2 separate regions of the Mus musculus genome follow, and region 2 is linked to region 1. A link is a contact called in public ChIA-PET data. All regions are on one chromosome and are shown on one strand. The core of a region is the stretch at or near the end of the contact, and the rest is flanking DNA. Distances in the headings are between cores, read along the strand shown. Region 1 has its middle 66 kb from the start of Gm33782. Region 2 has its middle 80 kb from the start of Gm46240.

Region 1 (4,013 bases), core at 946-3,445:
CTCAGAAAATTGAACATAGTACTACCAGAAGATCCAGCAATACCACTCCTGGGCATATACCTAGAAGATGCTCCAACATGTAATAAGAATACATGCTCGACTATGTTTATAGCAGCCTTATTTATAATAGCCAGAAGCTGGACAAAAACCAGATGTCCCTGAACAGAGGAATGGATACAGAAAATGTGATACATTTACACAATGGAATACTATGCAGCTATTAAAAACAATGAATTTATGAAATTTGGAGGCAAATGGGATCTGGGGGATATCATCCTGAGTGAGGTAACCCAATCGCAAAAGAACACACTTGATATGCACTCACTGATAAGTGGATATTAGCACAGAAGCTTGGAATACCGAAGATACAATTCACAAAAACAAACAAACAACAACAACAACAACAACAAAAAAAACCCCACACACACACAAAACTCAAGAGGAAGGAAGACCAAAGTGTGGATACTTTGGTCCTTCTTAGAAGAGGGAACAAAATACCTATGGAAGGATTTACAGAGACAAGTGTGAAGTAGAGACTGAAAAAATGGCCATCAAGAAACTGCCTCACCTGAGGATCCATCCCATAAACAACCACCCAAACCAGACACTACTGTGGATGCCAACAGGAGCTTGCTGACAGAAGCCTGATGTAGCTGTCTCCTGAGAGGCTCTGCTAGTGCCTCATAAATACAGAAGTGGTTGCTCACAGCCATCCATTGGACTGAGCACAGGGTCCCCAATGAAGGAGCTAGAGAAAGTACCCAAGGAACTGAAGGGGTTTGCAGCCCCATAGGAGGAACAACAATATGAACCAGTATCTCCAGAGCTCCCTGGGTATAAATCACCAATCAAAGAAAACACATGGTGGGACTCATGGCCCTAGCTGCATATGTAGCAGAGGATGGCCTAGTCGGTCATCAATGGGAGGAGAGGCCCTTGGTCTTGTGAAGGTTCTATGCCCCAGTGTAGGGGACTGCCAAGGCCAGGAAGAGGGAGTGGGTGGGTTGGTGAGCAGGGGTGGGAGGAGGGATAGGGGGTTTTCAGAGGGGAAACTAGGAAAGGGAATAACATTTGAAATGTAAATAAAGAAAATAGCTAATTAAAAAAAAAAAAACAAGACTCACCAAGAGAACATCATCTAAAATACTTACTAATTAACTGAACTTCTTATCACAATAAACCATAAAGCCTTCATTGACAGCTTGATGACTTGAAACATATAATCTCCTAAGGCTCTAAAGTACAATTCCTGTGTGTTTTTATTTCTTAGTTAGGGTCATTCTCTGTAGCCCAGGCTGGCCTGAAGTTCAAGGCTAGCTCCTTGACTCAGCCTTCCAAGTAATGGGATTATAGGCGTGAACCACGAGGGATGTCTCAGCTGTTGTGGATTTCACAGGGCCGGAGGACCTCAGGATAAATACTTGCTTGTGGCTAAAGGACAACTGTCAGGGCTTTGTAAAGTGACTTTATTTCTTCTCTTAATGCCAAACCATGTGGCTGTTTCCCTTAGTCCTTTATACTAAGTAGAGGTGCTAGAACATTCCATGTGAGCAGACTACTACTTGGGTACACGAAGAGCTTCACTGTAGAGGCATCTGAGTTTAGTGTCCCTTTGTGTTTATCTGGCTATCATTTCTGGAGGCTTAGATGTGTGAAAGAGATGGAACTTCCCATGTCCTTTGTGCCACCTCTGTTATCTTTGGGTCAGCCTAAAGACTCCTGAACCGGCTTGAGGCCTGCAGGTTTTTTCTGCTGCTCTCTCTGTGTTCTTGGGAGGGCTGTTGACCTGTTGGTAGAAGGAAGAGACAATTTAACAGTCCCGGATCAGTTCCGTGTTTCAGTGAGGCCAAGTTGGGTATTTCCCTTCCCAGATCAGTTAAGCCCCTGGTAAAACCCCATGAGTCAGGCTCTGCTGCACCAGTGTCCTGAAGGTTAAGTCTTAGCAAGGAGAACCCAGAACTTCAGGTATATTTTAAAATGACGATGTCCCTACCCCGTGGGGAAGCAATACAGTATTTTACTTTTGTTTTTTCACAGTAGGAGTCTAATATCAGTAAAACTCAGGAAAGTTCCTTTGTTTAGACCCTCTAAGATATCCAATTCTCAGGCTTGAGCAGACGGGAACAATAGCAATTTGTTGGTGGGTGGTAGTGGTTTCTGTTTCCACACTTCTGCTTTTGGTGAACTGACGTTCTCCACACTCATGGGCCTGCCGCTCTTGCTTGTCGGCAGCAGTCTGTGACCTCAATTCTCTGAAGGCTCTAAGAAGAGCTGTCAGTTCAGTTTGTTCAATTTGTTGTTGTTGTTGTCGTCGTCTTTCTTGCTTTATTGTGTTGTGTTATGTGATTGGGAGTCACAAGTTCAAAACATGTGTCATGACTGAAGCCAGAGCACATTTCGGAGTTGGTGCACAATGTTTCCTATATGTGTGGAGAACAGGAGCTCAAACTGGAGTCTGTGGTGGCCTCAAACTCACTGTCATCTTACCTCAGCATCCCACATGTTGGAATTACAGAAGAATGACGCCACACCCAGCCACAGGGTCTCTTTCCCTGAATTCTACTGAACCTGGAATCTTCTTGGATGGTGGCTGTGAATCAGAAGTCTGAACCAAATAGCCAGATGAGCCAGCAGGCCCCACTCCAGGTTTGGGGATACTTCTCTAAGCCTGGGGTGTTCCTATTCCAAGGTGAGGGCTGTGCTGCCCTTTCACAGGCCCTGTGGAGCACAAGCAATGCTGATGTACAGTATTCTTTCAGGCTCACCACGACATACACAGGCCAGTTGCTTGAGACTAGCTCCTGTCAGAGGTCACCCTGTTTTGTAGTTATCTGAGTGCCCAATAGCTTTGCTTCGCATTCTCAAAGGCAGACATTCACAGATCAGTGGCCCTGAGGGAGGCCAAGAAGAGCATGGCATTCAAGCGACAGGAAGAGGATGCTGGGTTTTAGGTAGAGCAGTTAAGAGGAAGCGTCTCTCAGGCCCTGATAGACAAGGAGGCTTCTGCAGAAGGGGTAGGGGTGGGGCAAAGGGCAGAGAAAAGGGCCTGTGGATTCTGCTCAGTCTTTGTGATGCATCGAAAAGAAGGACTCTGGAAAGACTGAGCCTAGCGATTCTCAAATGTTCACGGAGATCTTGCAGATTCTGTTTGAGTGCTTCTGATGCCAGGCACCGAATTCTGCATTTCTAACAGTCTCTGGGGGAGGAGTGGTTACGGATATCAGAGCTTAGGCCATACTGTGAGGCACAAGGGTGTCAGAGGACTCCCCCTGTGCTAACATAGACAACACAGTGGTAGCTGCTCACTGCGCTCTCTGACCTCCTCGTAGGCATTCTCAGTTTGACACAGTCCCTTCTGGAAGAGTAAATGGACCCTCTGTGTTTCTAAAGCCTGAGCTTTCTTCCAAGCCTCTCTCTAGCCTATCCTCCTCTAGGATTCCTCTACCCCTGGAGGCCTCTGTGATTCATGGCTTTTGTGGGCTTCTGTACCCTTTCTTGTGCCTACCAAGGCATTCTCTTGATCTGTCTCCTGACTAGAACTGTAGGTGTTGAGTACGGACCATACATCTTATTCCTCTTCACTTCACAGGGCTCAGAGGGAGCTCGGGTCATTAGGAATACGCTGAGACTGCCCAGCGTACTCTAAACAACTTAGACAAGAGTGTAAGCCTCGGCTCTCTCACTCAGCAGCTGTTAAAGCCGAGACAAAGAGCTGCTCTTTGAGTTTTAGCGGTGGTGATAGGTGCGAGGAATGTTGATACCCCCACTGGATTGTTGGGAGAAACTGAGAAAATAAAGTTAGCCAAGTGTTACATCAAGTGTCTACCATAAAGTCAACACTCCATAAATTTAAACCCTCTCCCCTTGAGTCCATTTTTCCTTTGCCCTTATTAGGAGTTAATGGTATGTTCTCTTCCTGACGCCCTTTCCTTGAAAAAATACCATGTCAGATGCAACATTCTTGGGAGTTTTTCCTCTATCCCCATAGTCCACTGTAGGCTGGAAACATCTCA
Region 2 (4,360 bases), core at 77-2,576, 450 kb before region 1:
TGCATTCCAATGGCATGACTTCCGGGAAGGCTGAGGGGGTTCAGACCTGAAACAGCTCCCTGCTTATCCTCATAGGTGATTTGACTTTAAATGACTTTAGGCTCCAAAAGGAACTACAAGTTTGAATTCCCTGTTGTGATTCAAGCCAGAAAAGAACATATTACCTTTCAATGACAGGTTTAAGAGGTTTTCAAGCTCAGCAGAAACAGTGTCACTGGAGCCAAGCAGAACTCAGCCATAGACAGTGCGAATCTGTATTTCTGAACAGCTGACGTGTGGCTATTTCAAAAACCTTACACCAATAATCTTCTGTGTAGATGCCCTGACACGCTGCTCTCGGAACTTTCCAGAACTGACTCATAATTAGCCATCATGGTCTGTTCAACCAAGAAGGAGGGATAACTTTATCTCACTTTAAGAATCTGAGTTGATGTTCTTCCTTATCATGTAAATGTCTTTAATGAGTCACTTATTGATATAAACACTTTGTATGGTGTTCTTAGGATTTGCCCAAACCCATCCTTCCTCGTAACTCGTTAGAATGTAAAATTGTTGAACCACTAGAGAAAAAACAAAGTTTCATGGTTCCCTCACTAAAGTTAAACAAGGATCTTTTTTTTTTTCCCGAACCATATGACCCTCCAATTCCACTCCTAGTCACACCAAAAATCATTGGAAACAGATGTTCAAATAAAACCTAGGGCACAAACAGCCATAACAGCAACTTTCAGGGTAATAACCTGCAGGTGGAAATGACCCTAATGCACATCAACAGATGAATGGATATAAAAAAAAAATGTGGCCTGCCCACACAGTAGAATATTATTCAACTACTAAAAGGAAGGAATGCATGAAGGAGGTGCATGCCACAGACAAATCAACTGGAACTCATACCTCACATGAATGAAGCAGACACAAAAAGTTGGAGGTTGTATAGTTTAATGTATTTGAAATTTTCAAAATAGGCAGATCTATAAAGATGGCAAGATTAGGGGTTTCCAGGAACTAGGGCAAAGGAGGAGTTAAAATTGATTGCTTAGTGAATAACAAGCTTGTAAAGAAACAAACAGTTCCAGAAGCAATTGTGGGGGGGAGATACCACCACAATTTCCTGCATGTGTTTATTGCCTCTGACTTCTTACAATGGTGAAAAATGACAAGCCTTGCCTGTCACTTTATACAATGAATGGATACCTATCTTATTTCCCAAGAACCTCTCTTGGGCCCATGGAAATTTTTCTGCAGTACTAACTGAAATGGGTCAACGGTTTTCCCTCGTGGGAAGGAACCCAAGTCTCTGATTGCACCGAGCAAAACTGGTCAGCTGTTTTACAAGGAAAACAGCTGGCACTGAAGCCTGTGCTCTTTAAAGAGCTGCTAGCTGAGCCTCTTCCCCAGGGTGAATTCAAGCTGAAGAGCTGTGATTCTGAGCCAGGTTTGCGTGGGCCACACCCAGCTACTAATAAGTTGTTCCCAACTCTACAGGCCTCATCTTAATAACTAGCTCTTCTCCTACCTTGGAAGTTCCCATAATCATGTGGCCACTCAAATGAGAAGAGCAGAAACCACTGACAATTTGGAGACGAGACAGAGTCCAGAAAAGGAAGCAAAGTCATGAAAATATAAATTTAGCTTGAGGTGTTCCATGAACACAAGGCAGAGGCTTAGAATTGGGGCTTGTTCTAAATGTCCAAACGGAGAAAATAGTGGTGTCTCTGGAACAGAGCCATGTGGGTAAAGCAGTTTCTAGAGCAGAGGCCAGACTCTGGTGTCCTGGATACATGGGAATTTATGACAATATTTGAAAACTTTTGCAACTTATGAGGAGACTTTGGCCTAGCTGGAGACAACTAGTCAGATGAACTGTCTGTGACCTAAAGATGACAAAGCAAGCTGCAAGTAGAGAAAGTTGGAAGTGACAGTTTCCTCTGTCCTGGAAATGCCAGTTAGGAATACTAGCTTTTAAGGTAGAGGTCAGTCTTGAGACACCAGGAGAAAAGGGAAGGTAGGCAGGAGCCAAGCCTTGTAATAATAATAATAATAATAATAATAATAATAATAATAACAATAACAATAACAATAATAATAACTCAAAGTCTTGATGTGACAGTTTTAAGCAGGAAAAATTACATCGTATGATTTAGGTTAATGAAATACTATTCTCTGGTGGCACTGCAGAAGATGGACAGGCGGAAGGAATCTTGGAGCAAAACCAGGAACATTGCCAGGGCAATAGTGACTCTCAAATGTTGCTGGTACAGACCAATGAGGATAAGAATGTAATCTAGGCAATTCTATTCTGTTGGATAAAATGTAGGGAAGGGGAGCACATGGCGGAGTAAAGACTTACTTCTAGTTCAAGCCAAAGGTCATAGCGTCTGATATGTTCTGCTACGATAAACAAAGCCAGTGTACGCCCTGTAGAACGTCTAGTGAGGTTTGCCCAGTGGTTGCCTCTAAGGTCATATTAACCATCCAGATGTGCTAGTCCAGATGTGCTAGTCCAGATGTGCTGGTGGCATATATTCAGTTTCTTCTTCCTTTAAAATTTTCTCACTTTTATTTTATCCAACATATAAAAGCATGTGGGAACGAGTTTCCATACTGTGCATTAATCCGCGACTACATTGTGTGATGTGTGATGTTTAGATCCGTTTTAATGCATCTTCTCAAACATTGGTCATTTCTTGATGATGAGAAGCTTCAAACTTGCTTTGTGCAGTGTTTCGAAATGCTCGGCCTAGTGCAAACACAGCCACCCTCCCAGTGGGTCTTACACCCATACAACTAACCATAACATGGGTTTCCTATATCTCTGCCTATGTAAAGAGTAGGTAGCACACTAGATTGTGTGTCTTGACGGGCAGTGAGGCATAACATTTATTCTTATATGCATTGGCCCTTCTCTTCTGTGTGGTTGCATATTGTTTGTCTGTCTTGCTGCTTTGTGAAATCTGGTGACTGACACCTGGAAAACTTTGGGCATCCTTCAACATTCTTGGCACTTGCTGTCTGTACCTTGGACTACTTGTTGCCTGACCCTACCTGCCCTTGAGGCTTGGAGGTGAGGTAGCCTGGAATCAAAGACACAGACTCCAGGAGCAGGTGAAAGCTTGTCTGAACACTGTTGCAAGGTCCATAAATACCTTCCACCTGTGCCCATGGGTCCCAAGAAAGCATCTTTTCTAAACAGCAGTTCCCAATTGGCTGGCATTGTCTGCATCAGCAATCCTTGTTCTCTCATACAGTCCTCAATTAGATCCTCCTGCAGGAGATGACTTTGAAGCTTCTAGCCCCCCATGTTTATGTAGAGGTGGCCAGTGCTGGTCTGCCTACAGGCACTGTCACCAGAGATCCCTGAGTAAGTGCTCTCACACTCCTGCTCACTTGGCCTCCCTGTGACTGTCAACCTAACAAAGTCTAAAACCATCTAGAGTATAGAGCTCTGGGCCTGTGTATGAGAGAGCTTCTCAATTGGGTTATCTGAATTGGGAAGACCCTCTGTGAGTATGGGAGGCCCCTTTCCGTTCTCTAGGCTGAGTTCAGGAGATGGTGAGCTAAGCATAATTTTTCTCACAAAGTGGGACCAGCTCCTTCATTCCTGCTGACTGGTTCTCCCTAGCATAAGGGACTGCTCTCTCAAACTGAAATAGAACAAACCCTTCCTCTTGTTGCCTTATGCAACAATGTTGTCACAGCAATGGGAAAAGCTACCAGCATCCTCTCCATTCTCCAGCTCTTTTTTTAAATTATTTAATTAGATATTTTCTTCATTTACATTTCAAATGCTATCCCAAAAGTCCCCCTAACCCTCCCCCTACCACACCCCTACCCACCTACTCCCACTTCTTTGCCCTGGCGTTCCCCTGTACTGAAGTATATAAAGTTTGCAAGACCAAGGGGCCTCTCTTCCCAATGATGGCCGACTAGGCATCTTCTGATACATATGCAGCTAGAAACACGAGCTCCGGGTGGTACTGGTTAGTTCATATTGTTGTTCCACCTATAGGGTTACAGACCCCTTTAGCTCCTTGGGTACTTTCTCTAGCTTCTCCATTGGGGGCCCTGTGATCCATCCAATAGCTGACTGTGAGCATCCACTTCTGTGTTTGCCAGGCACTGGCATAGCCTCACAAGAGGGAGCTATATCAGGGTCCTTTCAGCAAAATCTTGTATGCAATGCTGTCAACGTTTGGAGACTGATGGATCCCCGGGTATGGCAGTCTCTAGATGGTCCATCCTTTCATCTCAGCTCCAAACTTTGTCTCTGTAACTCCGTCCATAGGTGTTTTGTTCCCAATTCTAAGAAGGGGCAAAGTGTCAATACTTTGGTCTGCATTCTTCTTGAGTTTCATGTGTT

What was found. ChIA-PET counts read pairs in DNA pulled down with a chosen protein or histone mark.
Region 2: an RNA polymerase II ChIA-PET map of memory CD8 T cells shows a contact between it and region 1, with 49 read pairs. The contact joins two enhancer-like sites. A contact is called at or near these places in 1 of 484 Hi-C or Micro-C datasets (CD4 T cells) and 2 of 115 datasets of contacts at active chromatin or transcription factors (memory CD8 T cells and thymic regulatory T cells).

Annotation. Positions count from the first base shown.
Region 1 is chr10:96,372,608-96,376,620 of GRCm38.p6, reverse strand. No RefSeq gene overlaps it. Among named protein-coding and RNA genes, the nearest start is that of Gm33782, 66 kb to the right of the region's middle. Within about 2 kb of position 2,195, at least 141 of the 459 cell types and tissues checked have an H3K27ac peak or open chromatin away from gene starts, as enhancers often do. A contact at or near this core is called in memory CD8 T cells, where this site is marked.
Region 2 is chr10:96,819,482-96,823,841 of GRCm38.p6, reverse strand. No RefSeq gene overlaps it. Among named protein-coding and RNA genes, the nearest start is that of Gm46240, 80 kb to the left of the region's middle. Within about 2 kb of position 1,326, at least 60 of the 459 cell types and tissues checked have an H3K27ac peak or open chromatin away from gene starts, as enhancers often do. A contact at or near this core is called in memory CD8 T cells, where this site is marked.